Linked DNA regions of Sus scrofa: regions 2, 3, 4, 5, 6 and 7 are each linked to region 1. Evidence: chromatin contacts called from public Hi-C and HiChIP or PLAC-seq data. All regions are on one chromosome and are shown on one strand. Each heading gives the region's core, a stretch centred on a gene start, on an enhancer-like site or on the middle of the called end of the contact. The rest is flanking DNA. Distances are from core to core; before and after follow the strand shown. Region 1 overlaps LOC100513604 (a long non-coding RNA gene). Region 2 overlaps RAD51B (DNA repair protein RAD51 homolog 2). Region 3 overlaps RAD51B (DNA repair protein RAD51 homolog 2). Region 4 overlaps RAD51B (DNA repair protein RAD51 homolog 2). Region 5 overlaps RAD51B (DNA repair protein RAD51 homolog 2). Region 6 overlaps RAD51B (DNA repair protein RAD51 homolog 2). Region 7 overlaps RAD51B (DNA repair protein RAD51 homolog 2).

What was found. A called contact is a pair of places that touch in the nucleus more often than the background predicts. HiChIP or PLAC-seq counts read pairs in DNA pulled down with a chosen protein or histone mark.
Region 2: a contact with region 1 is called in a Hi-C map of liver, with 1.7 times the contacts expected there. The contact joins two enhancer-like sites. A contact is called at or near these places in 4 of 47 Hi-C or Micro-C datasets (embryonic fibroblasts, heart right ventricle, liver and 1 more) and 2 of 2 datasets of contacts at active chromatin or transcription factors (alveolar macrophages and skeletal muscle).
Region 3: a contact with region 1 is called in an H3K27ac HiChIP or PLAC-seq map of alveolar macrophages. The contact joins two enhancer-like sites. A contact is called at or near these places in 2 of 2 datasets of contacts at active chromatin or transcription factors (alveolar macrophages and skeletal muscle).
Region 4: an H3K27ac HiChIP or PLAC-seq map of alveolar macrophages shows a contact between it and region 1. The contact joins two enhancer-like sites. A contact is called at or near these places in 2 of 47 Hi-C or Micro-C datasets (embryonic fibroblasts and skeletal muscle) and 2 of 2 datasets of contacts at active chromatin or transcription factors (alveolar macrophages and skeletal muscle).
Region 5: a contact with region 1 is called in an H3K27ac HiChIP or PLAC-seq map of alveolar macrophages. The contact joins two enhancer-like sites. A contact is called at or near these places in 1 of 47 Hi-C or Micro-C datasets (embryonic fibroblasts) and 1 of 2 datasets of contacts at active chromatin or transcription factors (alveolar macrophages).
Region 6: a contact with region 1 is called in an H3K27ac HiChIP or PLAC-seq map of alveolar macrophages. The contact joins two enhancer-like sites. A contact is called at or near these places in 2 of 2 datasets of contacts at active chromatin or transcription factors (alveolar macrophages and skeletal muscle).
Region 7: an H3K27ac HiChIP or PLAC-seq map of alveolar macrophages shows a contact between it and region 1. The contact joins two enhancer-like sites. A contact is called at or near these places in 6 of 47 Hi-C or Micro-C datasets (alveolar macrophages, liver, psoas muscle and 1 more) and 2 of 2 datasets of contacts at active chromatin or transcription factors (alveolar macrophages and skeletal muscle).

The regions. Positions count from the first base shown.
Region 1 is chr7:92,513,577-92,517,615 of Sscrofa11.1, forward strand. It overlaps LOC100513604 (a long non-coding RNA gene), which reads right to left. Exons shown (of 2, transcript XR_002345988.1): 2 at 2,928-3,692. Among named protein-coding and RNA genes, the nearest start is that of ZFP36L1, 20 kb to the left of the region's middle. Within about 2 kb of position 2,330, at least 42 of the 83 cell types and tissues checked have an H3K27ac peak or open chromatin away from gene starts, as enhancers often do. A contact at or near this core is called in alveolar macrophages and liver, where this site is marked.
Region 2 is chr7:92,035,054-92,039,092 of Sscrofa11.1, forward strand. The region is part of intron 9 of RAD51B (DNA repair protein RAD51 homolog 2); the gene reads left to right. Among named protein-coding and RNA genes, the nearest start is that of RAD51B, 440 kb to the left of the region's middle. Within about 2 kb of position 2,203, at least 23 of the 83 cell types and tissues checked have an H3K27ac peak or open chromatin away from gene starts, as enhancers often do. A contact at or near this core is called in alveolar macrophages and liver, where this site is marked.
Region 3 is chr7:92,057,707-92,061,745 of Sscrofa11.1, forward strand. The region is part of intron 9 of RAD51B (DNA repair protein RAD51 homolog 2); the gene reads left to right. Among named protein-coding and RNA genes, the nearest start is that of ZFP36L1, 440 kb to the right of the region's middle. Within about 2 kb of position 2,170, at least 5 of the 83 cell types and tissues checked have an H3K27ac peak or open chromatin away from gene starts, as enhancers often do. A contact at or near this core is called in alveolar macrophages, where this site is marked.
Region 4 is chr7:92,102,855-92,106,893 of Sscrofa11.1, forward strand. The region is part of intron 9 of RAD51B (DNA repair protein RAD51 homolog 2); the gene reads left to right. LOC106507734 (a long non-coding RNA gene) reads right to left here. Exons shown (of 3, transcript XR_002346146.1): 2 at 1-901. Among named protein-coding and RNA genes, the nearest start is that of ZFP36L1, 390 kb to the right of the region's middle. Within about 2 kb of position 2,312, at least 32 of the 83 cell types and tissues checked have an H3K27ac peak or open chromatin away from gene starts, as enhancers often do. A contact at or near this core is called in alveolar macrophages, where this site is marked.
Region 5 is chr7:92,175,875-92,179,913 of Sscrofa11.1, forward strand. The region is part of intron 11 of RAD51B (DNA repair protein RAD51 homolog 2); the gene reads left to right. Among named protein-coding and RNA genes, the nearest start is that of ZFP36L1, 320 kb to the right of the region's middle. Within about 2 kb of position 1,662, at least 11 of the 83 cell types and tissues checked have an H3K27ac peak or open chromatin away from gene starts, as enhancers often do. A contact at or near this core is called in alveolar macrophages, where this site is marked.
Region 6 is chr7:92,193,990-92,198,028 of Sscrofa11.1, forward strand. The region is part of intron 11 of RAD51B (DNA repair protein RAD51 homolog 2); the gene reads left to right. Among named protein-coding and RNA genes, the nearest start is that of ZFP36L1, 300 kb to the right of the region's middle. Within about 2 kb of position 2,267, at least 31 of the 83 cell types and tissues checked have an H3K27ac peak or open chromatin away from gene starts, as enhancers often do. A contact at or near this core is called in alveolar macrophages, where this site is marked.
Region 7 is chr7:92,230,511-92,234,549 of Sscrofa11.1, forward strand. The region is part of intron 11 of RAD51B (DNA repair protein RAD51 homolog 2); the gene reads left to right. Among named protein-coding and RNA genes, the nearest start is that of ZFP36L1, 260 kb to the right of the region's middle. Within about 2 kb of position 2,166, at least 25 of the 83 cell types and tissues checked have an H3K27ac peak or open chromatin away from gene starts, as enhancers often do. A contact at or near this core is called in alveolar macrophages and liver, where this site is marked.

The DNA.
Region 1 (4,039 bases), core at 1,080-3,579:
TTTTAAATGGGTTTCAGGAGTTCCCGTTGTGGCACAGTGGTTAATAAATCCGACTAGGAACCATGAGGTTGCGGGTTCGATCCCTGGCCTTGCTCAGTGGGTTAAGGATCCGGCATTGCCATGAACTGCATGGTGTAGGTTGCAGACGCGGCTCGGATCCCGAGTTGCTGTGGCTCTGGCATAGGCAGGCAGCTATAGCTCCAATTAGACCCCTAGCCTGGGAACCTCCATATGCTGCAGGAAGTGGCCCTAGAAAGGGCAAAAAGACAAAAAATAAATAAATAGGTTTCAATGTATTTTAAACCACAATTAACTTTCTTTTCTAGAAGACAGCCATTAGAACAGAGTAGACAAGTATTCTCACTTTCTTCAACTGGAAAATGGGGAGAAGCACACATACCCCATTTCCCAGAATGTGGGATAAATGAGATTGATGGTCATACAGTACCCCAGCCCTTGTAAGCACCAATAAAGAAAGGCTGAGTCTGATATGAGGGGGTTTTGGCAAATGTCACCCTTGAGCCAGCCTCTCAGGCCCACAATGCAGCCACCCCATCTTGGGTGCTCCATTGGAAATGCAGATGCTTCGCTTAAACATCTACATAAATAAGAGTCAAGGCACACATTCTCAGAGCCCTCTTTGGGACAGGCATCACGCTGAGAGTCAGCCCCTTGGGGTATCGCGAGAAGCCCCTGCTGCCTGCCTCCCTCTCCAGAGGAGCCACCTTGCACTGAGAACAGGCCACTTGGGATAGAGCCCCAGAGCTTTCTCTCTAGTTGAAGACTGAATTCGAAAATGAAGAATAGCACACTGCCACTCTGGGCCGTGGCTCTGAATGGCAACCTACATCCTAAGAAAGCAGGCCTTCCGTGGATTAGTTCACTCCCAAAGGTGGGGGCAAGCCATTCAGGGTGCCCAGCAGGCCCTGAGCAAAGGGAGCTTCTGGAGCACTAAGCAGTAGAGCAGGCATGATGGCCTCCAGACACCAGGGGGCAGCACAATACACCCTCCAGGGTCAGAGGCACCCACCAAAGGGGACTTGGCAACAGACATGCTTCCAAAAACAAAGCTAAGTAGCCAGGGCATGCAGAGGGAGAGACCCCAGAGAGGCAGACTGCCCACTGAGCCAGCTCATAAGTTTTTGCCACTTGCCCACAGGCAACTGTGAGTAGCTTCCTGCAAGACAAGCTTCAGCCGGAAGCCAGTGTGACTTCAGGTGAGGGACCCACAGGCTACAGGGCTGGCAGGGACTGGAGAGGAGTCCAGGTCTACTTTCTTTGGGTTCTTGCTCTAGAACCTCCTCCCAAGCAGATGAAAGGTTTGTCTCGTCCTCGCCTGCTGCACATCTGCTCATTCCACCACCCACTGAACCCCTGGGCATGTTTTCTGTGCCTTCATCCCAAGCAAGAAACAGAAAGCGGGGTGGGGGAGCCCAAGACAAAGTTCTAAGGTTCTCAAAAGTCCTTAGGCTTGGGGACCTTTGAAATCCAAGTGTGGGATTATTCCAAGCTTGCAGAAAGCCCCCCACCCCCAGCTCCAGGGGAGAAAGCAGTCTCTGTGGGGAGACCTTGAGTGCTGGGCTAGGAGCCGTGGCTTTGGAGCCACAATGCTTGGGTTCAAATCCCAGCTCAGCTATTTACCAGCTCTGTGACACCGGGCAGGTACTTAACCCTCTGTGCCCCCATTTCCTGTTCTGTAAAATGAGGGTAACAACTGCTTCCAAGAGCAGTGAGTTACAGTGTGGGAAAGCATTTGAAGAAAAGGCCTTCACATGTTCAAATGTTCGTAGACCGCAGCTTAGAACCAGGCAGAGCGCTGCTCACAGCACAGCCCAAAGCCCCAAAGGTCTGGGCTTCTTTCCATCAGAATGCAGTTCACAGAGCCCATCGGGCTGTGGAGGCTGCCTGGAGCAGAGGCCCTGTGTCTGGAGTGGGTTTCACTAGGGTGTCCCTGGAGAGGTGGAGCAGGAAGGAGGTACCCAGTCCAGCCCTCCTGAGCCCACTGTGGGTTTTGTGCAGGACAAGCAGAAGACACCACTCAGATCTAAGCTGGGCTTGTTAAAACTCTTCAGCCAGAGGCTGAGAGGCAGGCTGGCCGTCCTGTAGGGACAGCACACCCCCTCTCCAGCCCCCTGTCCCTGGGCAGGCCTGGGGAAGGCCAGCTTGCAGAGGCCAGGCCTGCACCAGAGGGTGTGAGGAGCCTGCCAGCCTCAGAGCAGCGCTGGGCTTCCCTGGGATGCAGAGGGATGGGGAGGAAAGAGTTAAGCCACTTTGGGCTCCCGAGGGCGGCTCTGCAGCTATAAACAGTGAGCCGAGGGAGGGAGGGAGCTGCCACAGGATGTGGCCAGGGCTCGAGCTGTCTGATTATTAACTTCACTTTTATTTGGAGGGGGATTCGATTCTCTGTTTTACTTCCCATCAAGGAAGTGAAAGCCCAGGTCTCAGAGGGGCCTGATTTCAAATTGTTTTGTCACAGCTCATTTATTTTTCCTCTTAAATAAATAAACAAAACCACCTCTTTGTTTTCCCCTTAATGAGCCTTCAGCAAATCATCTGTGAGTGAGGCATGAAAGGGGTTTTCTGGAGTCCTTCATGGGGCACGCTGGCTTTTTCTTTTAAAAGGAAAAGAAAAAAAAGAGTCTTCCTTGAGCTTTGGCCTTCTCCAAGACTCTCCAGGCACCTTCTTTTCTACCTCATCCTGAGATCTCAGCCTGAAATCATGACCTCAAACCCAGCCAGAGGCACAGGCCTTCCTTGGCTGGCTGCTCCTTGGGGACTGGCCTGCTGCCTGCCATCCCATGTCACAGGCTCCGACCCCAAGGCCACACAGTGTGGAGCCCTGTGGTTCGTCCCCTTGGTAGAGCTTGGACCCATGGTTTTTGTTCCTATGGCACCCAGACGTTTCCATTAAAAATAACAAAGCAATTAAACACACAAAAGGATTCCATGACAGGGCTTAAGAAAACACCATTACATGTTTCTTTGCTCAAGGTTCAAAATGTTTGGGAAGTTGTTTACAACACCAAAACCCATTCAATAATTTCATGATTCTCTTGCAACCACCCTTTCTGGAATGACCCACTTGTGCAAGGCACCATGGGGGATGCAAAGACCACCGTCACACTGTCCCCACCCTCCAGGTGCCCACAATTCAGTGGGGGGAGGGTGCAGAGAAGAAAAGAGGAGAGTTCCACAGCAGAGGCCAACTGGCACTACAGGTGGGCAGGGACGGAAAAGACAGGCGCTGCTGAAAACAAAGAGGGGAGTATGGAGGAAGGCTTCCTGGTGGAGCTGATATTTAAGCTGGACCTTGAAGGGCTGATATTTAGAAGCAAGAATATTCTGGAAGCTGAGAAGTACCCAATCACAGAGAGCCAAGATCAATGTATGAACCAGATCAGGTATAAGACCACAGGGGCAGCGGGCCCAGCAAGTCCTCTGGCTCCTTGAATGGCAAAGTCCTCACGTGGAGAGGGCCTGAAAGGGGTGACTACTTGGATTCTGCTCCAGCCTGCTTGTCCTTGACCCGGCTTGGAGACTGGCAGCCTGTGAAGAAGCTGCACTGCATGCTGTGAGCAACACCATAGGACACTTGGATACACGCTTGTCTGGGATCCAGGCGCTCAGCTTGCCCCAAACACCTGATGACCACTAGCAGCTACGTCTGCTGCCCGCGGCTTTCTGCTCCTGGCCTATGAGGCAAGAAGAAAGGAGCGGACTGGAATAAAGCCAATTCCCTTACAAAAGCTCCCGGGGAGGTGCCAGGCTTCAGGGTTTTCTTGAAGTTCTTGGAAATCATCCCCAGCCCCTTGGCATCGCAGCTTCCAACCCCACCCTGCTCCCTAGCCCGGCAGGGCCCGCGGCCACGAGGGGGTTAAGGCGCCGCCAAGATGGCGACTTGTTTTGCACTTCGGAGGGGGTCACGCGGGAGGCTGCCCTTTGCCTCTGGGGAGGCGGTCAAGGTCTCGCCGCCCTCCTGGCGCTCTGCCCTCTGCGGCCTGACAGCCTCTCCTCCCCTGCGCGGCTGGCACTCCTCCGG
Region 2 (4,039 bases), core at 953-3,452, 480 kb before region 1:
CTTGCTCTCCCTCTGCCCCTTCCAGCTGTCAAGGCAAGCTTGGGAGGAAGGATTGGTCTCCACAGATTATGCAGGCCCTTCAGTCTGAAACCTCGGGGCTGGGGGCTGGGGCCACAGGTAAACCCCTCTTTTCCCTGAGCCAACTTTCCGGGGTGTGTGGGGGGGAAAGCCTAACTCTAGAAAAATAGTTTTCAAAGCCCAGTTCAACCAGAATGTCTTCTTAGCATTTCCTTACAGTCTATGGATTTTGCCAGCATCGTTATCAAGCTTTTACTGTTCTGGGTTCACTCTTCCAGTGTCTTGTTTTGTTGGAGTCCCCTGGTGATGTCCTAGCCTTTCTATCCGAAGAATTCATGGAAGATAGAATATTGCTAAAAGCACTGTGAATAGGATTGAAAGTATTAGGGAGGAAATGAAGAGAGCAGCCATTGTTAACGAGATAACCTGGTTATAAGTTTTAAGCTTGGCCCTTTGGGTGGCCCTTTGGGCTATTTGTGCGCCATACCTTTGTTTTACCAAGCACGGAAGTAGCCCTTACTGGGGGTGTCTCAAAGAGTCAGAAACTGGGGTGGTTCCAGGATTTCCAGCACTGGGCATCAACCCCCAAATGGCTACAACGTTCAAAGTTTGGAGGAAAGGGAACGATCTGAGTTTTGCGGTCGTTGCTGATTTCTTATTCAAAACCACTCTTTCAGTTCCAAGCAGCCAATTACAATTGTGATTGCCTCTACCTGGTGAAGTCTAATATCTGTATGCAAACTGCACTGCATGTGGGGGCTTTCCATCTGCCTCCTTTGTGAATCTCTTCTCCTTTCAGTGCCTCCGAACTTGGGCCCCCAGAGAGGAGGACAGCAGCTGAATGTCATGCTCTTGGGCCCTGGCCCAGACATGCGTCTTTCTGGAAGGATGACTGAATCTCGTTCTTCAGTCTAAAGTTCCTCTTGATTAGCGGCCCTTTTTGTTTGTTGTTTTTAAGGCAGCTCTGTCTTTCCTTGGGAGCTCGCAGGGATGTGTTTGGGAGCCCCTTCCAGCTGGGAAGCTGCCCAACTCCCACAGCTGAGTCGGGGGATGGCTTCCCTTTAGTTCCGCTGCTGCCTGTGGATGACAAGGACTCCACTTCCAGCCCCGGCCACAGCGGCCCTTGTCTGCTGTGCAAACTTGGCTCTTGTCCTCTGGGTTTTCATTCTCCAGCCATCTGGGCATTTTGAGCACCCCTCTTATCTTGGTACCTTGGCACTCAGGACCCCATGCCATCCTATCTCGGAGATGAAAACAAAGGCATCCTTAGCTTTTGGCCTGCCCTTTCCCTAGAACCATGGGAGGCTGAGTGACAGTCAGTGAGATTGGGGGGTGGAGGTGGGGATAGGTCTGGAGTGAGGGAAATGGTTTCGTGGATAGAAAGCGTACGGAACGGTGTGACAGTAGCTGGCATTGACCAGGATGCCTAGTGACTGGTTTTCTCCTTTTTCCCTTGGCTCTTTTGAAATCAGGGAGCCAGAAGCCTGAAGCCCCCTGTGGCCTCTAATGGCTGTAGCTTCTCCAGGCCCGGCAGCCAGAGATTAGGTTCTAGCGAGAGCTCCATGCCAGCGGAGTGAAATCTAGCTCCCTACTAAGAATTCTACGTACATCACCAGCTTTTAAAATTCCTCCTTCCTGAGCATTCTTGTCGTGGCTCAGTGGAAACGAATCTGACTAGCCACCATCAGGATGCAGGTTCGATCCCTGGCCTTGCTCACTGGGTTAAGGATTCAGCATTGCTGTGGCTGTGGTATAGGTTGGCAGCTACAGCTCTAATTCAACCGCTAACCAGGGAACTTCCATATGCTATGTGCACGGCCCTAAAAAGACAAAAGACAAAAGACAAAAAAAAAAAAAATTAAAATTCCTCCTTCCACCTCCCCAACTGCTGATCTGGGGAGGGTTTGGTCAGGGTCCTTCACTCTTCAGAGAAGTGTCTGGAAAGATCAGGCTAAGAGTGCTGACAATAAGATCCCCATAATCATTCTGCCCAGAGAAAAATCAGCATTTGATGAAAGGACAGTTCCACTGCCTGGTTTACTCCTCCTCCATTGTGTGCTCTCTGTCCCTGCCCCCCCAGCCCTCTGACCTCTGACCCCTGTGCACTCATTCAGATCCCTCACCCTGTGCAGGCCTCATTTGGAGATGGTTGACAAGGTACTGCCCAGCCAAAGAAATGCAGCCCAACAGTGTTGAGTCACTTCCGTTTAGACCCTGGTCATTGGGTGTGGCTGCAGCTTCTTGAAAGGCAGCCCTAAAATACTCGCCTCTTTTCAGAGAATCTGATTTCACCTTTGGCTGTGGATCATTTGCTTACTGGCGTTCATTCATATATTGGAAGCCTGAAGCCTCCACACACTTGATTCTACAGAGCAGTAGTGTAATACTAACAAGACACGTCCTGATTATGGCGCCAAAAAGGTGATGCAACCTCATTTCGCACCAAAGCGGGTGGGTCTGTGTATTTATGTTTTCCTAGTTGAGGCAATAGACCTACAGGAAGGGTCAGAACTTCATTCAGGATCGCCCAGCGAGTCCAAGTTTTGATCCTCTGGTCCCCATGACAGGCCATAGAGGTCACTTGCCTGCAGAGCATGGGAGCCATGTCACTGGAACCATAGGTTCTAAATATGACTTCCTCTCCCCACCTACTGCCACTGTCATCCAGTTGCCAGAACCCAACTGGTTTTCTGCAGGACGCCAGCTAATGGCACTCTGCGGGGGTTCCGCCTGCAAGAGTTTCAGTCTTTGTCTCTTTTCAGGTGGTACATTTCAACCAAGAAGATAACTCTTCCCATGGAAACTTAACTCCCTCTCATTTTCAGGGTTTCTTTCCAAGAATCACTCCCTGTCAGCCCCTGGTCCTCTCTCTAGCAAATTGAGAAGAAATAATGGTATAGAGACCGATCGTCGCTCTAAATGCACGTGAATGAGTGATGCCCTGAACTTTTATGTCTCTGTAAATGAGTGGAAAAGGAATGCATATTCTCTGGCACAGGCTGGCTCTACCACATGGTTTGAAGTAAATGCCGCTTTATTTCACATTAGGAAGAGAGGCTTGGAGCAGCTTGGCAGCAGATCTGTGGCTGGGTAATTAATCTAAGAACTATAGTTTCTCCCACATAGGAGATTAAATACCGGTCTTTGGTCAGATCAAAGCGGGCTTCTTGGATGATCTGATCTTTGCAGGAGACCCCACGTTGGCCCAGCACAACTGTCTCTGCATGTATGGCTCCTTTTGTTTTGTTTTGTTTTTTTAAAAAAAGAAAGAAAGGGAAAAAAAGACCATTTTCATGTTTACACAATTAGGCCTGCCAGCATTGGTAGCTCTTTAGACCCCACGTAAAACTTGAGCTTTACTCGTGCTGAGTAAACATGGATTTTTTTTTTTTTTTTTTTTGATCCTACTAAAACAAGTCACTGTATCTCAGAGTTTGACGAAAAGTGAATGTTCATTTTCTGAAAGGGAACAGCAGCATTTCTCTTGGGGGGGCCTTATAATAAATAACATCTTGGACTAATCTGGCATTTTCTTTAGGCGTTCACCCATAGAGTTTATGTAATCTCTCATTCATTTTCTTCATGTCTCATTGAGACAGTTTGGATACTGGTGGTATATTCTTCATTGGTAAAATGGAAAGAACCAAAGTGTGAAATTCAACTTAGACGGATGACAAGAGAGAAGGCAGACATTTGTATGACCAGTGTTGGCAAGGTGCTGCCCAGATCTTTTCAGTTTTGTCAGGGCCTGCATTTCACCTCCCCAAGGAGGGGTTCTGAACAGTGTATAGCCTGGGCCAGGGTGCATCAGGCTTGTGGCCAGGTGGAACTGGAGCAGTCAGTGGAACTGGTTCCAGATTCCCAACCTGGCACTAATTCTATGCTAGTCAAGGAAGAGTTTTTCAAATCATGGTGTGAGACTAGGGAAAATCCACTGATGCTTTGATGGTGGCCTTTGGAGATACCTTGATAATATTTGAAACCATTCCCATGGCAGGCCCAGGGAGAGGTCTTTCTTCAG
Region 3 (4,039 bases), core at 920-3,419, 460 kb before region 1:
ATTACCACATCATTTGTAGAACAAACTCTTCAGGAAACTGGATATTCAATTAGGACTCTGCCATCTTTGCCCTTAAACCACACAACTATCTCTCAAAGCTGTCATTAGGATCTTCCTTTGTATTTGACTTGGAGAAGTCTCAGTTTTGTAGTTAAGAAAGCAGAATTCAAAAAGGTAAGATCATTTATTTGTCCAGAATGATGTCATAAAGGAATGGTAGTGATTCTATTTTCTATTTTACTCAACACTTATTCTTCCCTTTTGGTACACATGGGGCTATAGGCAGGGGACCCTGAGCAATGAAGTGACCATAGCAGGGGACTCATTCCTTATGGGGTCTTAATGTCCCATACCCAGGTTGTCATGGTGCTCTCCAGTCAGTCACCAGCAGCTTCTTGAGGTTTCTCCAGAAGGAAATGCCTCCCAAATTCCTACAGTCATTTTGACAGAAGTGCCTTGAACGTCAACATGAGATGACGACAGAGTTCTACTCACTGCCAAATCTGTATCTGTTAGACAGAGGAAGTTTCGAAGTCCTAAATCAGACTTTCTTTGCATCTGTTTATTGAAACTCCTGTTGTTGTATATTAATCCTGATGTGCTTTCAGACATCAGTCCATTCACTGGTGGAGAATTCATTCCCAGGGTCTGCAGCAGAGCCAACTATACCTGTTACCAGTGCCTCTTAACCAAATGATGTATTTCTTAAAAGATACATTTTTAAAAATTATTTTTTATTGTTATTTCCCCCAACACACTTCCCCCCCCCCCGCCACTGCACAGCATGGGGACCCAGTTATTTCTTAATTTTTTAAAATTTTTTTTGTCTTTTTAGGGCCGCACCCTTGGCATATGGAGGTTCCCAGCTCGGGGCCCGGCCTACGCCACAGCCACAGCAACTCAGGATCCAAGCCGAGTCTGAGACCTACACCACAGCTCATGGCAACACCAGATCCTTAACCCACTGAGCAAGGCTAGGGATTGAACCCTCATCCTCATGGGTATTAGTCGGGTTTGAGCCACGATGGGAACTCCAAAAGATGTGTTTGTATATATAATATTATAAAAGATTTAATAGTGGTTGAAAAAAAGTTTTACACATCTTACGGTAATCTTTCTCATCTATCTCAAAAAAGACCTTCTACTCTCTAAACTTGAGCTCAATTCCTTTGTCAAAGTTATGAGAGTGATTTCATTTGTAGTTTTACTTACTAATTTATTCCACAATTTGGGTGTTAATCTTACTGTCAGATGCACACAATCACTTTTGGACTCAATTTCTTCCAATGCAGGGGAGAATTTCGATACCAAATTCCCAGTTAATTGCCTCTTTTGCACACACCCACATCTTATTTTCATTTGTGCCTTGCCTAGCCCATCACAACCTATAATTGTCTAGCTAAATAATGCGTTTTTTTGTTGTTGTTGTTTTTTAAGATTCAATGCTTCTAGATACCAAAATGATTTAGATTTAAAGCTACAGAGGATAGTTTCTTGTTATGTGAAGTTACCCGAGATACTCTGAACCCCTTTCATGAGAGAGGGCTGAAGCTGACCGCAGGTTGTTCAGTGTGGAAGCACATGCCACGATGAGTCACTTTCAGCACGCAGCTTTGCAGAAGTGGTGTCCATGCTTCCATCCTATGGTTATTATTCCTTCCCTTTTTGCCATTGTTCTCTTGATCTGGAACGTCCATTTTCTTTTGATGCCCAGCTTTCTGCTACGTACTGGTTGCCACTCCATGAACCGTAGTTCTCAGGTTTAGTTTTTAAAGATTTCACCCGCCTGGGTTCTATCCCAGAACTGCTGGGAACAGAGCAGGGGTATTTGGGTTTTCAAAAACTCTTTAGGACATTCTGATGCTCAACCGGAATTGAGAACCATGGCCTTATTGGCAAATAAGGTTAGAAATCTTTGTTTAAAAATAATTGAAAGCCACCCAAACTGTCGTAACAAAAAAGAGAGAAATTCACCACAAGAAAGCAGGAGAACCTTACGGAGCCCAAGGGCATGAGATCTGTCTGGGCTTCTAAAGAGAGCCGAGCCTGGAACTAGAGCACTGACAAGGAGCCAGCCTGCAAGTCCCTGCTCCCCAGGTGCCTCCCTGTTTGCCTAGCCCCCTTCTGAAACTTGTGGACACAGACCTCTGCTTCTCTTTCTAGATATACTTCCTCCTTTGTCTCTTTCTCAGCTGGCCTCTTGCACTGCTAAGTAAGCCCACGTCCACACATGGTAGCCTCCTCAGTACTTAAGTTTACCTGTCCTCAGTTCAGCTGACCAGTTCCGCTGGCCGGCATCTCTCAATATAAATTCCTGGGAGAGCGGATGGGCTTAGCACGGGTGATGTCTGCCCTTTGCCAGTCTGATCACATGGTTCAAACATGGCTGCCAAGGGTCCAGCCCTGTGTGACTTCAGACTGAAGGCTGCTCAGATATCTCAAAGTGTTTCTCTGCACTTGCCTTATTTTCACTCTCCATCCTCCCCCAGGGTCAGTAGCAGATAAGCTTTATTTTTGATTTCAGCTTGATTGTCAATCTTTTCACATGTAAGGAAGCTGAGATGCAGCGACTTCCACAGGTCGGGGTGATTTAACATTGCAGATGCCACTAAGGCAAACACAGAGTATAATGTCCTCTGTTCCTGGTTCTCCCTCTTATAAATATGCATCAGTTTAAATGTTGAGAAAATTAGACCCTTGGGAAATCCGCTTCTCCCACGTAGTAATAGTTGAAAAGTAGTAGAGTAAGATAGCAATTGAATGGCATAGTCATTTTGTATAATATATATAATTTTAATCATCAAAATAAAGAATGTTTCAAGGCCTTGGGGTAGTTTATCATAGACAATGCTGAGATATGACCTTATAATAATCTTTTACAGAAAAGACTCCAGCTTTTTCTTTGTCTACATAAGAGTTAAAAAAAAAAAAAAAAAAGGAAATGCTTTTAGGAAGAATAGAACATAGTGCCTGGCAAAGGAATAGTATTCAGTAGTGTTTTACCAATAGTATTTACTTAGAAATATTTATTAGAAAAAGCTTCCAGGTAGTGTTGAAACATTGGAGTGAGTTACCAAGGAGAGTACATAAGCCTTCATTCTTTCCCCTTTTTATCATCTTACCACCATCTTATCTATATGGGATAGCCAGAGATGCCCATGATATCTGGCTGTCTAAGAAAACAGAATTTGGATGGGGAAATAAATGGAAGTGGGGGATAACTCTCCTACCTTTGGTGTTTAGGATCTCCACCTGCTCTCACTCACCCCACTTCATTTTTATAGAGTAAGAATAAAGAAGGAGGGCTCACCGGCTTTGTTTTATTGCTGAGTAAACAGAGGGGCAGCCATTCCTGCAATGAAAAAATTCTAATTTTGCTAATATTTCCACCTTCAGGGAAGGTGCAGAGTGACAGTTCCCACATATCATTGTCACTTAATCTTGTGGATATCACTGAGATGAACTCAGCAGATAGAATGTTAAGATAGACCACAATATGAATGACTGAATTAGAACTGAAAATGAATTTGGTCTCTTTAAAGGCTAACAAGAACCAAGGTGACTGTATTTCAGGAAATTGTAATGTGAAAAAAAATTCACAGTGGATCAAATAAATCATAGAAACTTGTATTAGTGAAGGTTGAGCTGTAAGTATGATATAATAGGAAAAATAAAAACTGAAAGTGATAGTTGATAATTGTTACTTATCAGAGTAGCCTCATCATTAGATGACATTGCGTCATTTCTAGACGAACTGGCAATTCCTGGAACATATCTCACTGCATGAAAGTAGTTAGGGTCTTTCTGTAAAGCTTTGCAGAAGTCTCAGCTTTAACGTCTTTGGCCGAAGCTACAATAAAAATAATCTGCAAGAGTGTTTCCGAGTAATTTGTAAGCTTATGATAAATACTGTGTTATCTGGGGCTCTTGGTTGTAAAAAGCAGATCCAGTGGAATCTATTGGTAACGTAATTGGGAAATCTAAGGGGGTGGATCTAATGATGTTATTGTTTCTACTGATATTTTGATCTCTCTGTTCT
Region 4 (4,039 bases), core at 1,062-3,561, 410 kb before region 1:
TGTCAGAGGAGGGATCAGGGTGACATCTAGTTTAACTAGTGCAGTCCTTGGTGGGCTCTCAAGCCTGACCCTTCTCTGGGCCCCTCGACAATAAACTGAGAATATTGATTCGTTCTTCCTCTTTTTCCTCATCTTGGGATTATAATGATGAGAGATATTTGGCATTTTATCCGATCAGCATTGGAAACTTGGCCTTCTGCTGGAGAATTCAAAAGTTCATATCAGGGGATGTTCAGAAAATGACTTCCTTCAGAATCAGGTGGTGGAGACCAATTATTATTAAATTCATAAAGCTTTCTTTCTCTCTCTCTGCCCTCTCTTCCTCCTTCCCTTCCTCCTCCCTCCCCACCCCTTCCCTTCCCTGTGGTCCCCTCCTCCCTCCCTCCCTGCCTTCTTTCCTCCTTCCTTCCTCCCTTCCGGTGTTCTTTTGTAAACTTGTTTCTGATGACCCCTTAATTCTTGCTTTTCAAGTTCAATTACATTTCTGTTGTTACATGTATATCAGTTGTTGAGTCTTTAGTATGCAGACGTGTTGAACTTGCCCTTCTGAAATTCTTCCAGGGTCACTTCGCCTTGTGGTCTAGGTCCAGGAAATTAGAATATTTCCAACTCATCAGGGACCATCTTGGCCTGGAGCAGAAGAGGGGTCTGAATCATTACCTAAGAGAGTTTTGTAGATTGTCACAGTTGGCAGCCTCAGAACTTGAGCTAATCCTGGAAATTCTTTAATTTCCCAGAAAGAAGGTTCCACAAGGTCAGGCTGAGGTCCTCAGAGAGAGCAGAGGGAATAAAGTTTGCAACTAGTCGCTTTTACAGCTGAACTTGAAGATAAATAAAATTATACCCATTTCTTTTGGATCATCAAGCATTTGACTTTCATTTGTTCTTTACTCCTTTTTCCCTGTATGTGAAGGAAAAAAAAAAAAAAAAGAATGCATTGTAATCACTGAAATAAAAGCAAACAAACTTGTTGATTCAGTTCCCATGGTGAATGCAAGGAAGGCCAGGCCAATAGAAACAACTGAGATATTACAAAAATGTGTTTCTTTCTGGCGGCTACACAGTCAGTCCTTTATATCCAGTCATTGTAATCAGCCCATCACCCAAGACTATTTCCAAGGTCATTATTCTGGTTGTGGGGGCTGCTTCTGCAAACAAGTGTTGATTCTACTAAATGTCCTCCCTCTCAAACGCTCTTTGGGGCAAACAATGAGTATCAAAGCATCATTCAGGAAAAGAAAATGTAAAAGATCAGAGAGATAAAACACTGCAGGTTTTCTAAAGGCTTAGGCATATCTGGCTCAAGCAACACAAATTATAAACTATGAAGCCACCTGTAAAATCCTGTTTTAATTAACTTGAAGGCACATCAATGTTATTTCAATTAAAATGAAATTCCGTTTAAATGGAAAACCACCCCTCCAGGGTACCTTGGGGCCTTGCTCACATGGATTTTAGGGTTGACAGGTGAAGCCTGTATTTAGAAAAACCAAAGCAAACTCTGTTTCTTTACAGCCTACTTAAACTTTGAAGGACCTGTCATAGGTTCCTTGGAATGTAAGGAGTGTCCATGGGTAGGGCCCAGGCACAGCTCAAAATGTTATTTGCCAATTCTTTTTCTGACTCTTCCAGTCTTCTTTCTGTTCCCAGCCTCCCTTCACCTCTTCAGTCCCTGGCCTTGGTGCCCCAGGACTACCTGTCCCTACTAGCTGATTTGTCCCCTACTATCCTTGGGGTGGACTGTGGATGACACAGAGATGCTTATAAAGAGACAGGGATGCCATCTCAGGCTTACAAGCAAAATGAATCTCAGATTGTCACAAAGGGCTGGTGAAAAAAATAGAACCCCTCTTCTGAAGCTAGGGCTTCACTAAATTTTTTTTTTCTTTTTGCGTTTTCTAGGGCTGCACCTCAGCATATGGAGGTTCCCAGGCGAGGGGTCTAATCGGAGGTGTAGCTGCCAAGCCTATGCCAGAGCCACAGCAACACGGGATCCAAGCCGAGTCTGCCACCTACACCACGGCTCACGGTAACACCGGATCCTTAACCCACCAAGGAATGCCAGGGATCGAACCCGCAACTTCATGGTTCTTAGTCAGATTCGTTAACCACTGAGCCATGACAGGAACTCCAGGCTTCACTAATTGTCTAAGAGCTGGAAGGAACCCTTAAGATCCTCTAATGGAAACCCTTCTTCCATGGAGTCAAAGTGACTTGTCCAAACCCTTTAAGGCCCCTCACATGGGGCTCCTCCATCTCGACTGCCATCCCTTCCCCTCCAGCCAGTGCCCCAGTTCTGTGGACCTGCTGATTACAACACCGTCCGTGGCTAGGAAACCCTGCCCTGTCAGCGGAACCTCTTTGCAGGCGAGCGGAGTTCACGTGCACACAGCACGTCAGGAGGACGGCTGAGTTTTAGTTCCAGTTCTGCCTTGCTTTGTTGGCTTAAACGAGTCACTTCTTCCTTTGTCTCTTTCCCCTATTGGTAAGGAGAAGATAATGAACCTTTCCACCGATCAGGCTCGCTGGAGTGTTATAACGAATAATGAGGTGATATTTGTAAAGTGCTTTGAGCGGCTGGGAACGAGGAGGGGTGAGCTCAGTAGAAAGCCTTATGCGCTGCAAGCACTTATCAACTGAGCTGTTGAACAATAGTGGCGACTAAGAATACTCAGAAATGAATTCCAGGGAGGAACCCTGCTTTGAATTTAGGAGGAGGATTAGTGGGGACCTAATAGGTATTCCACTTCTCCGGTTTCTTTGGTGTCCCCTCCAACCAGGAAAGGGAATTACATTCTTCTCTGTCGGATTCAGCCTGGAGTTTCAGTCGGGATGTCAGCGTGTACTTGTCTCCTCTTCTCACTCCGAGGCTGTGTTCTGTTGTAATTGTTAAAGCCTTGGGCATCTTCTCTCCCCAGGGATAATTTCACTTAGGAGCTATACAAATTAATTTCTATGCCGTGGCGGGGCTGCTGGTTAGAAGGGTGATTAGGGGAGCCTCGAAATCTAAAAGCGCCTGGGGAGCAATTTGGATGAAGCAAGGAAATCAAAAGGCAGGATCTTCATGTGGTTGATCTTTTTTTACTACACCGCCCCATGGGAATTTTCTCAGGCACTCAGATGTAGGCATAGTACGCAGCGTGGGACTGGACGGCCGTAGTGAAAGCCTCCTTCCTGGGAAGACGGAGACCTAGCCCAGGTAAAGGTGAACGTACCAGGTCCCTAAATATATTTAGAGCCACCTTGTAACGTCTTTACTCCCACCGAGAGTGAGCTGAGAGATGTTTATGGGGGCCCGACATGCGGGAATGTTTCCAAATGATGATTCTGGAGAGTTTCTGCAAACTCATGCCTCGCTGTTTCAGACCCTCAGTCCTGAGTTCAGTTCTCTCTCATTTTCTGGGCCAAGGAAGAAGAGCGAGGCAAATCCAAACCAGAGGAATGTTTGGAGCTTGTGCAACTCTCCGTAGGCCAACTGGACAGTGAGCCAAGAAGATTGGGGCTCCCTCCTCATTGGGCAGGGGTAGGGCTGAATTTTAGCATCCTCCTCTCAAGGATGTAGGGAGAGTTCAAGAGGTCATTTGGAACAGTGATTTTCCTGATCAAAGTTATATTAAGGAAATTATGCGGATACAGCTTTGTCCCCGGAAGTGTATGGGCTTCTTTGTCATCCCATCTTCCGCAAACCCTTCTTCTTAGTCCCTTCTCCAGGCCTCCGTCCATCCGTCTGTGGGGACTGACTGTCAGGCTTTCCGCTCCCAGGGGGACCAGTGGTGCCTGGACTAGCATCGCTCTATGATGACTTGTAAGCCTCCAGTAACCTTCAGCAATGGGCCCGAGAGCATCCCATCCTGCCTCTGCCTCTCCCTCTCTCTCACACATACACACACAAACACACACACACACACAGATGCACGTGTATACACATGGACACATGTGAGCACACCCTAGGCACCAGAGGCCCCTCTGTCCGTGGTGTCCAGCAAAGCCCCACTTGGATTTGGCCCCTCTCTGGGAGGTGACTCAGACCTCTGGACTC
Region 5 (4,039 bases), core at 412-2,911, 340 kb before region 1:
TAATTAAAGCCCACAATCCCCCTGGGGAGAGGAGGAGGATGACTAACAGGATTTGTAATTACAGGAGGGAACATTTCCGAATAAAGTATTGTCCACCAAATAAAAAGAGTAGGTGTAAAGGAATTGGGGTCTCCAAAGAATAACTGATTCAGAAATGAAATCATGGAAAGATGGGGGCGCTGGGGGCGGGCATGGGCGTGGGTCTGCTCTCGTGTCAGAGGGAGGTCGACGGGCTCAGAATTCACTGACAGGTTCGGATCCAACTGAGAAGCGGAACATGTATGGTATTAGTGGCATTTGGAAGGTCATTAGCGGTACACCTATTGTGGTGTAAATTCAAGTTTCACTGGTATATTGTGTAGGGCCCTGCAGAACAAAGAGTGAGATTCATGCAGTATTTAATAAAGGATGAAATGATTTCTTTGGATTTAAAGCCCGAGGCTGGGCCAGTCAATTAGCAAATAAATCAATTGGTGACCCATGGGATAATTTCATCTGTTTCCAGCAGAACACCCAGCCAACCCCTCCTACTGCCATAGGTTTCCAGCTGAAGCTTCGAGGCTGGGTTCAGTGCAAGGCCTGGGGAATCTGCCCCTTCAAAGCCAGGCATGGAATCTTCCCAGCCTTGGGCATTGGGACCTCTTTGACCCAAATTGTTGGTGACCTTCAAGATGTCCTCTGTAAATCACACTGTACCTGCTCCCCCTTCAGAAGTTTTTAAATGCCTTGGAGGCTAGACTTATCCTAGCTTATTTTCCTGTCAGTGCCCAAAAGAGCACTGTACACAAAGTAGGTATCAGGCAGTGAAGAATGACAAAGTCCTATAACAACTCAAAATTTGTTGAACATATACCAAATGCCGAGGCAAAGCTAAAAAAAGGAAAAGAAAAGTGATGGGCAGTGTATTACAGGGAATGGAAAAGACTTACGTTCTCCTAACTATAATATAAAGCAGAATAAAATATAGATGTCCACCCAAGCCACAGGCTACAAGGACCAAAGGGGGAACATTTTATCCAGCTGGAGTCAATCAGGGAAGGTGTTCCTGGAGAGCTGGGCATTGGAGGGTGAGAACGATTTTGATGGACCTGGAAGAGGTGGGGGCTACAGAGTTTCCAGACTGTGGTCATTTGTCTCCCTCTGACTGAGGTGCCTTTTGAGAGCTTGTGGTCTTCAATGGAACATTTGTGAAAACCAAGCTGAATTTTTGCAGCTGATTAAATGTACATTTCCCATGAATTCTTGAAGATGAGTTGGCTAATTTCCAATAGCCAGGGACTATTTGGGAAGTTGAGACAGATATCTTGTTCTCTGTAACTGCTAATTCAGTCTCTCCACTTTAGCTGTCCACCAAGAAAGAAACGCTAAGCAGTTCACACATTAAAACAGGGCGCTCAGGAGTGTCTGAGAACCATATGAGGAAAACAGATCCTGATCTCGAATGTCAAAGATTAAATGGCTCCTGTCTTGAGGCTCTTTCCCCCCGCCCCCAGGAACTGTAAGACAGTGTGCTACAGCTAGTGATTGACAGACACCTCAATCCCTGTGCCCTCCTGCTCCAAGGTCACCAGGCCTTTCACCACAAACCAGGCTGCCAGGATGGGACCTCAGCATTGTGCCGATACTCTGTGTCACAGTGTCTCACACACACACTGTATGTGCTTTGGCTCATCTCATCCTCTCAGTCTCACAAGTGGGACTTCCTCTTTCACAGATGACGAACGAGGCCAGAAAAGTTCAGTCTCTTGCTAGATAGTGATGGAATGTGACCTTAAACCCAGACAGTCTTGCTCCTTCCTCTCTCCCCCTCACCCCTGTAGTATTTCTGCTCATATAGATTACAGCCTCTCTTCATCATCCTCGCTAAAGTACTCAGCACAATACTATACATCATAGGAACTCAGTATTTTCCACACAAAAGAGTCACCAGAGTAATACAGGTGGTTTGATCTTCCAGTGAGAGAAGTGGCTGTAGAGGGTCCATCACCGCCTTCTCTTTTCACCGCTATTAAAAATGAAGATACCTGCACAGGAAAGTGCCCCAGGGAATGTTCGCAGAGAAGACACATGTGGCATTCATGCGTTGAAACTCTGCCAAACTGGTACCACCCATGGAATTCTAGTGAGGCATCTTAAATTGTTAATTACTTTTATTGAACTTGGACGCTGCTATGCAGTGATTTCTTGGGATGTGCGTACATATCATGGCAAAGTCCAACTTTTGTCTCCCTAAGTGCATCTGTTGATGTGCTGCAGTCCTGGTAAAGATTCAAAAGTGTGTGTTCCGTATCAGTCCACAGGTGAACACTTCTGAATTAACCTAGAAGTACCCAACTCCACGCCCATTGTCTTTTAGTTGTATGTTATAAGCAAGTTACTAATCAGAGATGGGATTGTAGAAGCTTATCCAGCAAAACCAGGGCCACCGCCAAGTGAGAATTCTGGGGATGGGCAATGAGGAGTAGGTAATGGAGGAGAAGTGATTGAAGGCAAGTGGAAGTGCAAAATATTAGATTTTGATCTAAAAATCATCTTAGACCCACTGGGGAATGTCCTTTTCCCCCAAACTTTGGTTTTAATATTGTCATCATCACTTTTGTCCTATGGCTGTAAAGGACTTCCTTTATTCCACTGCAGATTTCAACAGCAGCCTCTTTTGCTCAAATGGAAGGAAGCGATCCATCCAATGCTTCTTAGACGAATACACTAAGTGTGAGAGAAAGCACATTGCCTTCTCTGAATTTTAGTGAAGGTGGGGTTCAGATGCAGTCTGAGTGCTCCAGAATTCCTAATAGAACTGGGAGGAGAGAAGACCAATAAAGTGTGGACATTAAGTCAGGACAGACTTGGTTTTGCTGCTTAAACAAACAAGTCCTTGAAAGCTCAGTGACTTAAAGCCAGGTCTGTGCATGTGTGAGAGACCCTCCGGGGAGGCTGTCCTCTGTGTGATGTTTCAGACTTCATTTCAGTATCAATGTGCACTCCCACACTTGCTGTTGTAGGAGAGGAGAGAAAAGGGGGCTGTGTAATGGCATTTTAGTGCTTCTTCCAAGAAACAACACACATCACCTCTCTCATGGCCAAGCGGTCATGCATCCGCTCCCAACCCCATGGAGTAGTCGGAACCCTCCCCTGTATTCAGAAAGGAAGGAGAACTAGATGTTGGTGAACCCTTGGAGTGTCTGCCATATATCATAGACCTAGTGCCCTGGCAAGTGCCTCCTCCTTTCACACCCACACTTGGTACTTTCCCTTGGATTACTGGGCATCTAACAAAGACCTATGGAGTCATGTTGAGGGTGGAAGACCAAATAGTTTTGCAGTCCATTTTAGTCCACAGGTGACCTTTTTGGAAGAGACGAGTGGGCAGGGAAATCAGTTAACTCTGGGTACTTTTCCCATGAAGCTATCAGGTACTAATAACTCTGAGAAAGGATATCAGCTAAAGGGAGCCATGGCCTGATTTCAATAGTACATCTAAGTTAGAACAACTCACTTTGAGTTGCCCAGGCCCACCATGCTTTGTGTGAAAGGGCTTCTGGAAATATGCCCTTCTGCCTCCATTTCCTCCCTTGTTACCAGACATGATTCAAATTCCCTCTAAGCCATGCAACTTTTCCAGAAAGCAGCTTTCCCAGCAACAAAGAAAGAAGAAAAAAAAAAAGAAAAACTTTCCCTTATTATTCTTCCAGTAATGAATTCCTGCTCTGAGTGGGCCACTTCCATGTGTTTTCAGTCAAGTGCTGATGGCAGCCTTGCTGGGGGACATTTCCAAGAGGCTCTGGACATAATGAATGAGGTCTTGTATTGACAAGAGCTGCTCTCAGTTTTCCTTCCAGTGTAGCCCTCCTGAGCCCTGAAATCCGAGATGAGACGTGATTCATGAGATCTCGCTGATGAACCAACATGGCTGCTACACCTCTCTGCTCCATCTAACTAGGTAAAAAGTCATGGTTTTAAAGCTTCCCTCAGAGGGATTTGTAGGCCCAGTTCTTAGTAACTAAAAAGGACTTACCTTTCTCAGACCAGACCAATCCTT
Region 6 (4,039 bases), core at 1,017-3,516, 320 kb before region 1:
TGAGGGCTTCCTGTGGGGCTTGGCAGGAAGGAGACGCCCCACACCACTTGGAAGCAGGTCTTCCCACGTGCTCACGAGCCTCAGAGGCACAATGGGCTGGACACCCTAACGTATCCCGCCAAGAGCAGGAGGCCCCAGGACACCGCTCTGCATTGAGCCCTGCCCCTGGATGTAAGGGGGTCTCAGCTTTTCACAGGACAGGAGGAACTTGTCCTCACCCCCTGCTAGCGAGTAAAGAATGAACAGCCAGATTAGCTTTTGAAAATAGACCCCACTCCCTTTGGGGGGCCAAGTGGAGCACCAGTGATGTCAGCCTGGAGAGGAGGGTTCCTCCTCCCCAGCCACAGGCGAGAATTCTTACCTTTTGAGTCATAAACCAACAGGGCATTTTGCAGGGTGGGTGGGTGTGGTGGGCTAAACGGCGACTCCCCAGAAAAAAAGATACACGCACGCCCTAATCCCTGGAATCTGTGGGTGTGACCTCCTTTGTAAAAAGGGTCTTTGCACATGAAATTGAGTTGCAGATCTTGAGATGAGTTCATCTCGGATTCCCCCAGAGGGGCTCTAAATCCAAGGACAGGTGTCCTTAGAAGAAACGCACAGAGGAGAGATACAAGAAGAGAAGGCCGTGTGGCCCCAGAGGCAGAGACCGGAGTGATGCTGCCGCAAGCCCAAGAACATCTGGAGCCCCCAGAAGCTGGCAGAGGCAGGGAGACATCCTTCCCTAGAGCCTTCTGGGGGAAGCATGGCCCTGCTGATACCTTGACTTTGGACTTCTGGCTTCCAAAAGAATAAATTTCTGTTGCTTAAGCCCCTCAGCTTATGATAATTTGTTGTAGCAGCCCCAGGAGACAGATACAGACTTGTTGCACAGAGAGAGGTGGGGGGACTGGAGGGTGGGAGGATCTGGTGGTCTCGAAAACCAAGTTCATTCCTGGATCTGCTGCTGGTGTCCCAGGTGAACTTCCTTAACTTTGCGCTGTGGGTCTCTTTCCTCCAGTGTCCCTCACATGCTTGATCCTCCTGGCTGAGAGCAGGGCTCACGGCTCACTCAAGGCGGCTACTCAGAGTCTGGGGTCAGATCAGACACTCCCGCCTATTTTATTTTATTTTATTTTATTTTATTTTATTTTATTTTATTTTGTCCTTTCTATGGCTGCACCCGTGGCACATGAAGGTTCTCAGGCTAGGGGTCTTATCAGAGCTGTAGATGCTGGCCTACGCCACAGCCACAGCCACAGCAACACAGGATCCGAGCTGCGTCTGTGACCTACACCACAGCTCACGGCAATGCCGGATCCTTAACCCACTGAGCAAGGCCAGGGATGGAACCCGCAACCTCCTGGGTCCTAGTCGGACTTGTTAACCACTGCGCCACGACGGAAACTCCTCCCCCCTGTTTTAAACGGTGGGACTAGTAATGACCTCACTACTTCTAGAAGGTTTAATACATACTAGATGTGTTTATGGACATTATCTCCCTTGATCCTCAGAATAATCCTACAAGGTTAGTACTCACATCCCCATTCCACAGATGAGGAGGCTGAGGTTCCGAGAGGTCCTGTAGCCTGTTCAAGGTCATTCAGCCAATGAGCCCAGGTCTATCTTTACTCAATCCACAGAATTACAGAAGGTTCAAGCCTCACAAAGATGGTGGACCCAGAGTCCCACAGCATCCCACAGCGCCTGGCTGGATGGCAAAAGTGGATTTTTGTATATTAGCAGCACTGCCACTAAAGTTGGATGACAGATTAACTGAGATTAAAGTTGCTGAGAGGACCAGGTTAGACCCTGCTCACAGCAGAGGGACAGCAAAACATCCAACTTCTGGGGAAATCTAGTCACAACTGAGACCCATCTCGGCCCCAAGGCCCCAAGGCCCCAAGCCTTTCTCCTCTCTCCCCAAGTTGGAGGGGTAGGCAAAACTCCTAACCAAGTGGCTTCCGCCGAGTGAGAATCCTGGACAGTCCACACACAGAGGACACATCCACAGAGCTCCCTCCCCCCAACCACAGCCAGGACCAAGAAGAGAGGAAACAGACCAAGAGAAGGGCTCCAGAAAGGCCTGTCCTAAGCAGGCTGGCTAGACTTGGGCGGGCTCTCCATGCCGGGAGTCCCCCTGCCTTTCACAGAGTCCCCATCAGAGTTTTAGGAGATCTGGGCTGATCCCCCCCCGCTGGCTGTGGCTTAGGCCAGGCCTGGCTAACGTGGCCGCTGCTTCCTCATCCTTCCAGTGCTCTGTATTGGAGGGAGAGCTGGGGCAGAGATGACCCCGGGGCCTGCCAGACTTCCTCCCACGCAGACCTCTGTGTGAGATAAAGGCAGGCAAGGCCGAGCCCCAGGACAGCCGCATAATAAATTCCCTCTGGCCCTCCCGGGCTCATTGTTCTAGTGCAGGAGTTGTTTTGAGTACGATCAAAAGGAAGGAAGAGCACTGTGCTATCAGGCTGGGGAAGAAGGATGCTCTCCTGACCGCTCCTGTTGCCCTTGGCCACCCTCATGTTAAATATGAGGAAACCGAAGGGCCATGTGCAGCCTAACCCCAACCGCGTGGCCAGGCGCATGGCCCTCTGGTGAGGCAGGGCTCCATCTGAAACATGCTGACACCCGTCGTGGTCGCCAGCCCTGGTCCTTTCACTCAGGCCGGAGCACAAGGTTGGAAGCAGTGTGGGGTGGGAGCCGGAAGTGGACTCTGGAGTGGCTGCCTTAGCTGTTGTTTACCCCCCAGGCTGAGAACTGAGGCGGTAAGGGCACAACACTTGGAAAGAATAGGCCACAAAAGGAACTTCCCGACTTTGGCTGGCTTGGTGCCTAGGGCTCAAGACAGTGAATAGCTCAAGTTCTCTGTGAACAGCTCAACTTCGGGTCCGTGGCCTTTTTCCTATGCTCTGCCCAGGTTCATGGGGCGGTGTGTGCCTTCAGGCCCCCCAGCCGGATTCCTGCCGGGAACTGGAGCAGAAAGCATGGCCTTCCTGCAGCTCCAACCGCAGAGGCAGGCAGGGAGGCGCTGAGGGTTCCTCCTCTCCGATGCACAGGCTCAGAGAGTCCTTGGCCTCTCAGACGCCTGCCCTGCCCAGTGCCCAGAGTCTGATTTGCCAGGTGCCCAGCTGTCGTGGCCTGGTCACCTTTGTCTGGGCTGGAGGCCATGTCTGAGCCATCAAAGGCGCCTCCATGGAAGAGGATGTCAATGTGCTTCCTCAACCAGAAAGGTGGTTTGAGCCCGGCCACAGCAGCCCAGGCAAACAAGCAGAAGCCTGTCAATGGAGAGACGGGGGCTGCTGGGAGATCAGACGACAACAAAATGAGAACCATTATCAGTCTCGTCCCAGCCCGAAGGAGGGAGAGCCTTTGAAGCCACAGACAGGCTGAACAGAACTTTCCACCTGAGAGACGCTGGAGATGGGAGGTCAGGCTGCACGCAGCCCCCACAAAACCTGATCAAAGCCTGCTGCAGAAGGGCGGGGGCCCACAGCTGCAGCCCCGCTCCCCCGACGGGCCCCCCCAGGGCTTTCTGCAGACAACGGGGCTGCCTCTGCAGGGGCCTGTGGGAAAACCCAGCGCAGATGCGCTGTGCAGCCAAACCCCCAAGCAGCACTGCTGGGAGAGGGGAATGCGAAACCCCTCAGTGGTCCTGAAAAGAAGAGGAAGGGACTCAAAGCATGCAGAAAATGCAAAGACCACCCACCTGAGGAGTGCCTACCTTTCAGAAACAAGTCACTCCCGGCTTCTGAAAGAACAAACAGGCCAACACGTCTGCTCAAAGTGCTGAGCAGAACATGGGGCTTTGTGGGAAGCCTGGCCCCTGTGAGCATCCGAAGCTTAAAGTGTGTTGGCCTCTGCGGTGCCTATTCTAGGGTTTCCTTGCAGCCACCTCCTCCCTGGCAACTGAGAAACAGCAAGAAGCCTCATTCAGGGAGGAACAGGGCCCAGTGTGGACGCCTCTAAGGCGCTTCTTCTCTGGCTGGATGGCGGTAGCTCCCAGGGAACATTCTAGGGGCCTCTTCTAGGCTGGATCTGGGATGGGGGCACTTGTGTCCGG
Region 7 (4,039 bases), core at 916-3,415, 280 kb before region 1:
AAGATGAGACATACCTGGACACTGCGTTGCTGATGCTAATAGGATGACTCAGTGGTGTGGAAGAAGCTGATGACGCAGATCAGAGAGGTGGGTGACCTTGGAAACCAAGTCCTTGAGACATCAAGAGAAGATGGGCTCCAAAACACAAGTGGGGGAGGGGGACTTTGATAGGAAAAGGGACACTTCCATTGTAATGGGAGGGAAGCATACTACACCGTACTTCTGCAGATGTCACTAGGGGGAGATGAAAGAGTATCTGTCTATTTCTATTTCTCAGTGAGACAAGAGTTGAGATCATCGGCTGAAAGAAGGTGATCATTGAAGGCTTGAGAGGGAGAAGAAATATGAAGAGTGATCTCAGAAAAATGAGAATGAACTTACTAGGGACACAATGTAGGATTTCTGGACAATATAAAGTACTCATTTGAGAGCTGCAGTAGTTGTAGATTTCAAACGCGATCAGTCAGCCCAGTGTATTATTTTCTTCAGTTGTTGGGTTTAATTCACTGTGGTTGCGCTAGACAAGTTTGGCAAGAAGAGAGAGGGGCAGACAAGTAGAGGACGTGTGTTGGGCAGAGTTTAGGATAATGGACCATAAAATTGATGATGGGTAAAGAGAAAAGCAAGGGTATGAGAGAAGGTGATAAATAGAACAAAACAAAGGGAAACAAAACAAAACTAAAAACAAAACAGAACAAAAACAAAAACAACAACAACAACAAAAAAAAAAAAACGAGCAAGTGATCTTATTTGATGGAGGAGAAATACTAGAAAAAGTTAACTGGAAAGAAAAAACTGGTGGTTGGATCCCATGACAAATAAAATCTAGACTTGAAAGGTTGTGATGACAAGGTCGAGGCTATGGTCATTTTAAAGTGGCTCAGGAAGGTGGAGGAACAGATCACTGAAAGTGAGAAAGCCAAGGAACTCAGAGACCAAGATTATTGCAGTCGTGAAGAACGATGACAGATACAGGAGTGAAAGGGAAAAGGGAGAGTTAGGAGCTCCAGAGTTCGCTAAAGGAGGGATGGGGAGGTTGTGGATGGGAGAAGAGTCCTATAGTCTGAGGATTCACTGTGGCTTTTACAGGATGAGGAGGAGAAAGGGAGCGGAGGTGGCAGTGAATCAAGGAAACTAGCTTCTCTAGCTTCAGGCTCTGGCATATGTGGCCAGTGAGAGAGAAAGCCTAACCCACTTTTGAGTGCCATCAGAAAAACCACATCCTCAGGGCCAAATAGGTTTCAGTGAAAGGCACCAAGATGAACAGAATGTTTAAAGGAGAAATAAGGACTTAAAGGAGTTCCAGAAAGTTTGGTGGGGTAGGTGGATATTGAGCCAGATAATCATTGGGTCAGATATTAATAATAGCACCAACATTATTTGATTGTCTCTGCCCTCGCTCCCACCCACACTAGCCTGTAAGCTTCACGAGGGCAGGCATCATTATCTATATTGTCCACTGACGTATCCCAAGGACCAGAACATCATAGCCACTCAATACATATTTGTGGAATGAATAACGGTCGCTAATATTTGTGGAGCACTAATGTGCCAGGGTGTGCTAAGTGCTTTATATGTATTATTAATATCACCCCCTTAAATAGAGCAGGACACTGGGGCACAGAGGTGTTCAACAACTTGCCTCACTAAGGACATAGGGCTGGCAAGGGGCAAAGCAGACGTTGGAACACACTCCAGCTGTAGTTTGGCCCTAGAGCCCCTGTATTGTCAACCTCTAAACTACCCCCACCTACCTGTGCTTGGCGGACATAGAGAACATTATCAAGATAAGAGCCCAGGTGATGATAAGTGACGTAAGAGCCACGAGGTTAAACGTTAAGCAATAAATCTTGCTACCGATTTCAAAAGCTAGTCTAGGGATTTGCTGCCCCTGATGTCATATCGTCTTATTCACCTCTCATGATGACCCAAGCCCTTTTTGCTGTCAGTTCCTAGTTCTTTTCATTTCCTTCCTCCATATCTTCACACACACCCCCCACCTTCCCCCGCTTATCTCCCTCCTTTGTTATTTTTAGTTCCACCTGGCAAACCCTGGGCCTTTTCCACTCGCTTTATTCAAGGGCCGGCAGTTGCATTGGAACCTAGTTTCTAAGCATGTGATATTGACACATTGATCTTACAGCAGGCTCACCAGGCTGACTCACTGTCATACTGACTCCAGCTACATACTCATTCTGGGAGTGCCCTTTGAAGTGCTGAGAGTCATCTGGCCATTTTATGCCTTGCTCATATTATGAAATGAAAAACGAAACGAACATTCCAGCAGTTTAGAAACCGACTACATGTGACAGGACAGAAGAAACCTGGGCTAGTGCCGGTGTTTGTGTGCTAAGGCTCTGCATCATATCCTTTAGCGAGATACACACTCTCTGAGGTTAAGGTATATGGAAGGTCTCCATAAATACTGGGTAAACTGGACGGGAGGTCAGGGCTTATGGTGCTTTGGTATCATTGTGTCCATGAAGCTTCTTTGGTTGTAAGCAACAGAAACACCTCTGGCTAACATAAGCCAAAGGGAGTTGAAAAGAAGGGTGTAGGGGGCCCATGGGCTTAAGGGAAGACTGGAAAACCAGTCAGAAATGGACAAGAAGCAATCCAGCTCCAGAATCTAGGAAATTTGAGAACCACAGCAGAGGTCACAAAAGTCTGGTCAGGATGTTCCATTGGGATGGGATGACATCCCTCATGTTTCCATTCTCTTGGTCCCTCTGCTCAAAACTCGTAGTCCCCTGAGGAGACATCTGATGGCCCTAACTTGGGTCACACTCGCTGATAACCAGCTCTATCCACAGACCATCCCGTGGGGAAGAGATCATCCCCCCAAAAGGAACATAGGGTGTGGTTGGCAGGGGAGATGGATCCTAGACGTTGCAAGGCAACCAACGCCTCCAGGGATGCTTCAGAAGAGGTAAAACCTTATCTCCTCGCAGGCTCTGCTTTCAGAGTCAGTCCTGGCTTGGTCTAAAGAGAAAGATATCTTTCAGTATTGGGCCAGGCATGCTTTGGCATGATTATCAATAGCAAACAATACTTTGGAAGGCACTCTGAAATTTACCAGCACATCAGTATGTCCTAGTATACCAAGTCCCCTTTGTACAATTTTGTCTCCCTCTGTGGTTTATTTTTCCTCACGTCTTTAAAAGTCCTGACTTGTCATGGATTTAGCATCTTAGGGAAATGTTTACTATGTCCTTCCTCTTTTAAAGCATCTTTTCCCTTTGCCCCTTTCTCATTGGCTTTCTTTCATTAACAACCAAGGTCCAGCGTTTCTAGAATAACTAGTATCAGAACATGTATCCCTCAAAAGAGAGCCTGCTTTAATGTTGATTAAAAGGGGCTGCTCTGGGAGTTCCCGTCATGGCTCAGTGGTTAACGAATCCGACTAGGAACCATGGGGTTGCGGGTTCGATCCCTGGCCTTGCTCAGTGGGTTAAGGATCTGGCGTGGCCGTGAGCTGTGGTCACAGACGTGGCTTGGATCCCGAGTTGCTGTGGCTGTGGTGTAGGCCGGTGGCTACAGCTCCGATTAGACCCCTAACCTGGGAACCTCCATACACCATGGGTATAGCCCTAGAAAAGGCAAAAAGGCCAAAAAAAAGGGGGGGGAGGCTGCTCTATTTTAGGGAAAGAGCCATGAATCACTGAAATCCACAGTGATTTTGGTTTGGTTTGGTTTGGTTTATTTCTACAATGGCCTTTAAGATCACTGTGATAAGAGACCCATCCTGAGGAACTGTTGGAAAGAGGGAGGACCCTCTATCCTGTCATTTCAATTCTTACTGATTTATCCCATGTCTTAGGATAAAATAGGTTTTTTAATTAATTAATTAGTTTATTTATTTATTCTTTTTACAACTGCACCTGTAGCATATGGAAGTTCCCCGGCTAGGGGTCAAATTGGAACTGCAGCTGCTGGCTACACCACAGCCACAGCAACACTGGATCTGAGCCGAATCTGTGACCTGTGCCACAGCTTGCGGCAACACCAGATCCTTAACCCACTGAGCGAGGCCAGGGAT